Regions from separate parts of the Zea mays genome. Here region 1 is linked to region 2. Evidence: chromatin contacts called from public Hi-C data. All regions are on one chromosome and are shown on one strand. The core of a region is the stretch at or near the end of the contact, and the rest is flanking DNA. Distances in the headings are between cores, read along the strand shown.

Region 1 (2,800 bases), core at 58-2,557, 160 kb after region 2:
CGTACCGTCCCGATCCCGCGGCCGAGAGACCTGCCGTCCGAGCCGCACCGGCCGTGTCGCCCGGACGTCTGTCTCAGCGTTGGCGCCCGCATTCATTTGCACCAGCAGGCATCGCCGGTGGTGTTACCGTTCATAGCCTCGTCAGCGCGCGGCACAGGGGCGGGGCGGGGCGGGGTGGGCCGGCCGGAGGGGAGGAGGAGCCGAAGCGCCCGGCACAAGACAGGGAAGGAAGGCAAGCAGAAGCAGCGCGGCCCTGTGATCGCACGGTATGTGTGGCGCCCACCGAGCCTGACAGGACCAGGCGTCACCTGTCGAGGATCCCACGCATCCCGAGGCGTATCTCACGGCCAATTAAAAACCCACCGCGACGGTCGATGCCGCGCAGCCTGAAAAGGCAACAGCTCCGGCTTCCGTCACCATTCAGCCATTCATGCCGCTTCCAGCTTTCCACCAACCGGAGCAACCGAGCCAGTGACGAGCGACGAGCTGAGGACGGAGCTCTAGCTGCACACATCCCGCTGTCAAGCATTATTTGAATGCGAGAATTTTTTTATCTATATTTATTTTTTTATTGTTGTAAAATTACATGTTTTTAATTTTTCTATAGGATGGACGTTAGACTGTGTGTCCATTAGTTCACTAATATGAACATTCAAAACCCTGTTTTTTGCACTGTAAACTACACTGTTTTCAGAGTAAAGTTTGAATATACGGTATGAGAATAGGCTGCTTAAGATAGCCTTAGGCCGGTTCGAGTTTTATAGCATATAGTTAGGGTTGCAGCTCAGCTTGACTCGGCTCGACTTGGTGTGGCTCGCCTACTCAACGAGATGTAGAAAGAGGCTCGGCTCAGCTTGCGAGCTGCACCTGAAAAACAATATTGCATTATATAGTGAATTAATAGTCTATAAACATAATACAATACTACAAGTAATTTAGATTATAATTGTCATATATACATCATTAAAGACGAAGAAACGAGTCAGATATCTATAAAACTATCTAATATTCATCGTTTTTGTGTAGATTGATTAATTTTGTGCAGCTCGACAGATAGAGCGGCTTGGTTCGTTGCCCCCAACGAGTTCGAAAATCTGGCTCGACTCGGCTTGCCTCGCTCGAGACTCGCGAGCCGCTCCTCTACAAACTGTGAGTCGGTTCGTCGAGATCCCTTCCCTCCTTAGAATCGTAGAGTTAGCACATGATATATGGTAGCATCCAGTAGAAACCGCATTAAAACTGACCTTATAAAATTCCATCTTATTTTTACTCCTGTACGAACAGGTTAATTGATTGTGCTCCTAAAACTGCGCCGCTGCGCGTACCATGTTGTACGGCAGGACACTTGGAACGACCGGTGGTCATGGCCTGATGGACACACGACCCGTAGCAGGGGTGGCCGTGCAGGGGGGAAGGGAAAGCTTTTCACCGTAGGGCCAAACCCTAGCCCTTTTACGCCAAAAGCTCGAGACGCTGCCACTGCACTGCACTGCACCTGGCCCTGCCCCGCAAATGTTACCGCAAGGAGCGAACTGAGGCGTCTTTTTTCCTTCTCTCTCGCGGTCTCTCGCCAGAGGAAAGGGATCCACAACACCCAGCTCCATCCATTCCACGCACGAGGACTCTCTTTCTAGAGTGAGTGACGAGCTCCTCCCCTCCTGGCCTCCCTTAAACCCTAGAGAGCTAGCTGTCATCTAGCTAGCCCGTGGGCAATGTCGTCAACGCTGACGCCCCCGGCGCCGCCGGCGCTCCTGGTGCCGGTGGCGTACGCCGCCGTAGGCGCGCCCGTGGAAGCGGCAGGGAGAGGGTCGTCGTCGTACGGCCCGGTGATCGCGATGCTGGCCGTCGTGGCCGTGCTGGCGGCCGCCGCGGTGGCCGTGGGGCGGCTCTGCTTCGGGCGCCGGGCGCACGGCGGCGCCCGCGACCTGGAGGCCTGGGTGGAGCGCACCTGCGGGCCCTGCGTCGGCGCCACCGTGCTCGCCCAGGCAACGGACGAGGGCGGAGGCGGCGCCGTCGCTGGCGCTGGCGCTGGGGCCGCGGCGGCGACGGAGCCCGGCGGCGCGCCCGAGGGGACGGACGACGGAGACGGAGCGAGGAGACAGTAGTACCAGTAGAGCGTGGCGTGCTGATTGACAACTGGCCTTGTAAATTGTCTCCTCCCCGGACCATGAAACGTGCATGCCCTGCGATCGTTGGTGTCGGGAAGTTTTGGAATAGCCTGTGTACGCCTCTGTTTGGAAGCGATGGATGCTGGTGGTGGTGGCGCTGTTTGAATTTGGCGTGCACAAGCACAACGGAGTGGATTTGATGTTTTGGTTTTACTACTCGCTCGCTAGTCATATACATTGCCTGCCTGCCTGCCTCATTGACATTGAAGAGTCGTCACATATTGTTGCTGGACGCGTTTTCCTTTTCCCTTTGCTCGCGTTCGTTCCCGCGCGTTTATTTGCCTCCAGCCACCATCAGTTCAGTTCCGGTTCCACTGTCGTCAGCCACTGCATGCCCACTGGGCACTGGCGTTGGCAGCGGTAGTAGTAGACTAGTACTGTAGTAGATGAGGTGTTGCGCTTCGCTGTGGTTCGTACGCGGTGGCACGAGCGCGCAGGGAAAGAGGGAGAAAGAGAGAGAGGGATGGAGGGCGCCCGCCCCGGCGCTTCTGTTTGGCATCTCGGGTTGAGTGGCCACTGGCCAGCCAGCCATCAGCCATGGCCCATGGGTGACAGCAGCCCAGCTGCTGGGCAGAGCGCCACATGAGACGAGGTCAGAGGGCACAGCGTTGACTGTCCTGGATGGCACGGAA
Region 2 (2,771 bases), core at 126-2,625:
ACGTATGCTATTAGGTATCTGGCTGGCAATTGTTCCCGTGAATCATTTTTTCATAAAAGGAACTTGTTCACGACGTGAAGACTTGGAAACTCGAATAATCTTTTTTTCCTAAAAAAAGAATTGGGTATGTAATTACTTATTTGCAATTATTTTATGTGTCTGGGAGATTATCCTGACAGTTCATCACCAGTAGATTAGAGATTGCTTTGGAAGAAAGTATATGATGCGATTTTTTCTATAAATTATAATCGATATTCATGTTAAGCAGGGGCGGATCTCCAACCGGGGCTGCCTGGGCTGCAGCCCCGGTCACGGCCCAGTAAAGCAAAGAGGTCCATCACTGCCGGCCTGCCGCGTCCACGCTACCCTCTAGCCGCTGAGCCGCCGAGACGCGGACGCCCTCTAACCTGCACTCCTCCAGGTCCAGCCGCTGCCCTTTACCAGCCTCCCTCTACCGGTCTACCCTCCATGCTCCGGCTCCAGCCGCCGCCCGCCAGCCGGTGAGGTGCCCACGCCCGGAGGACGGAGCACCGCCGCCGCCGTAGCCTATAGCACCGCTCGCCCGAAGGCTGGACCCGGACCGCCGGAGCGCCACTTGCCCTGTCGGAGCACCGCCGCAGCGCCGCTCGCCTCGTAGGAGCACCGCCGCGAGCCCGTAACCATACCGTTGTCCAGCCGCCGCTCCGCGCACCCTCCTTCGACCTTCGCCTTGGTTCCGACGCGCAAGCGGTGAACGATATGTGCAAGATTAGTTTTTATTTGGTTTAAAAATTTTTATAGCATTAGTTTATTAGCCCTCTCTTGGATCAATTCTGGATCCGCCACTGCTCTGAATCAACCAACATAAGATACCGCTCATCTCGGGCGGACTTAGGACCTGTTCGTTTATGCCGGATTTCACTAAGAATTGTTTCAACCTATCAAACCTTATATAAATTAGACAAACAATCCAGTTAGAAATCATTCTGAGTGCTCAATAACCGAACATGCCCTCAACCGACTCACAAGTCCGGCGCCAGCAGCCTCTCGCTATACGAGATAATTCCGATGCCCCGTGCAGCCTCACAAGTCCGGCGCCAGCAGCCTCTCCCTATACGAGATAATTCCGATCCCCCGTGCAGCCCATACCAGGTTCCAACCACGTACCTCACACCACGGTTTAGCACGTGTCTTACTCAGCCGTGCTTACCGTCTCCCCTGCACGCCGCGCCGCATCCGATCCTCGCTCTGTATCCCCCATATTGCTGGGCGAACACGTTCCTTGAGGGGCCTTTCACTGAACGATGGGGCCCATACCGCCCGGTCCATTATAGAGTTGTTCTACTTCTATTCTACTGGAGTGCATTACCACCTGTCTTTTTCCTTCCTCTTCAACGTCTCGAACAAGCAGGAGGAGGTAGACCGAACAACTCCAGGTCGCGGGAGCGGCCATTTCTCTGGGGCGGGACCGCGGGAGAGCTCTAGCTCTTGCAGCAGTAGAACTCTACTGCAGCCAGGTACGCGTGTTTCGGAGCCGAGGGCGCGGGGGTTAGCAAAGATTGCTCGGCTGCGAGTTCTCTGCCTGCATCTTTCTTGGTTTCTACGCTGTCAAGCCCCGAAACCAAATCGGATTTCTTGGTCGCAGACACTGCAAAGGGCGAGAGGTTTGCTTTCGCGCCCTGGGACTTTCAAGAAGCACTCGTTCTAGGGTGGTGCCTCGCGTGCTTTTCGTGCGACTCGTGGTCTGATTCCTTAGTAGTTCCAGTGCTGCGGGTCAACTTTTGGACAGCAATGATTTTGGGGAAGGAGGTTGTAGATGAATGAAGCGCATAGAATATACCCTTGGAAACCTACACACGCCGTACAGCAGTGTGACTATAAAAAAGACTCGCCATGATACACAAACGCTGAAAGAATTTCTGATGGCAGAACTGAGAGGTACGGAGGGGCTTAGCTTACATTTCCTCAGACTGACAGGGAAGCACATGCTTTGGAATGGGTGGGTGAGGGGTTGGGTGGTGTGGGGAAAGGGGGGTGCTAGCCGCTTATCTCTAAACAATGTCTAATTCGCTAGACGAACCTATTAACCCTAATTAATTCATGGGTAGCGCGTGTTTACTGTAGCAAAACATGGGCTAATCTTAGATTAATTGCGCTTAATTGATTCGTCTCGTGAATTAACCACGGCTTATGCAATTAGTTTTTAATTTGCTCATGTTTAGTTGTGCTAGGTGGCATCCAAAATACCGGCTAAACTTTAGTACGGGATCCAAACACCCCCCCTTAACTGGGCTCTTAGCTATTTATGACAGAGTTAAGAGAAATGGATAAGGATGGCAGCTCCGAGAGAAGTCGCCCAGATCATGGTGATGTGAAGGTGGCTCACCAATCTTCTTCTTTCTATGAGCTCAGCAAATTGTCAAGAAGAATGCTGCGCACTAACGTCTTTCTCTTAATCCCCTCAGATGCTCAAGTTCAGACCAAAGGTGCCTCGACAGAAGCAAAAGTAATCTATTTGTCTTTGGTTGATAGTAGTGAATCTCATGGCTTTTTCGCCAACCATTTTGTAGTTACCATAAATGGAACGTATTTTGCTGTTTCAGGCCAAAGCAACAAGACCCTAAGCCAATTGATGAAGATGTGATGAAGATATTGAGGGTGGGTAACTGATTATCCAATTGTCATATCGTGGTTTCAGATACTACTATAGTTTTGGGGGGGGGGGGGGATGGGTGAGAAAAGGATCAGCATGTTCTTTCTATGGCAGAACTTATGTTTGTTCTTTTCAGACT

What was found. A called contact is a pair of places that touch in the nucleus more often than the background predicts.
Region 1: a contact with region 2 is called in a Hi-C map of leaf, with 4 times the contacts expected there. The contact joins the promoter of LOC111591188 here to the promoter of LOC100193764 in region 2. A contact is called at or near these places in 2 of 25 Hi-C or Micro-C datasets (endosperm and leaf).

Annotation. Positions count from the first base shown.
Region 1 is chr3:174,363,657-174,366,456 of Zm-B73-REFERENCE-NAM-5.0, forward strand. LOC111591188 reads left to right here and starts at 1,308. Exons shown (of 1, transcript XM_023302132.1): 1 at 1,308-2,321. The coding sequence starts at 1,713. The coding sequence ends at 2,105.
Region 2 is chr3:174,201,882-174,204,652 of Zm-B73-REFERENCE-NAM-5.0, forward strand. It overlaps LOC100193764, which reads left to right and starts at 1,376. Exons shown (of 10, transcript NM_001138850.1): 1 at 1,376-1,496; 2 at 2,292-2,356; 3 at 2,445-2,485; 4 at 2,583-2,637; 5 at 2,769-2,771. The coding sequence starts at 2,303.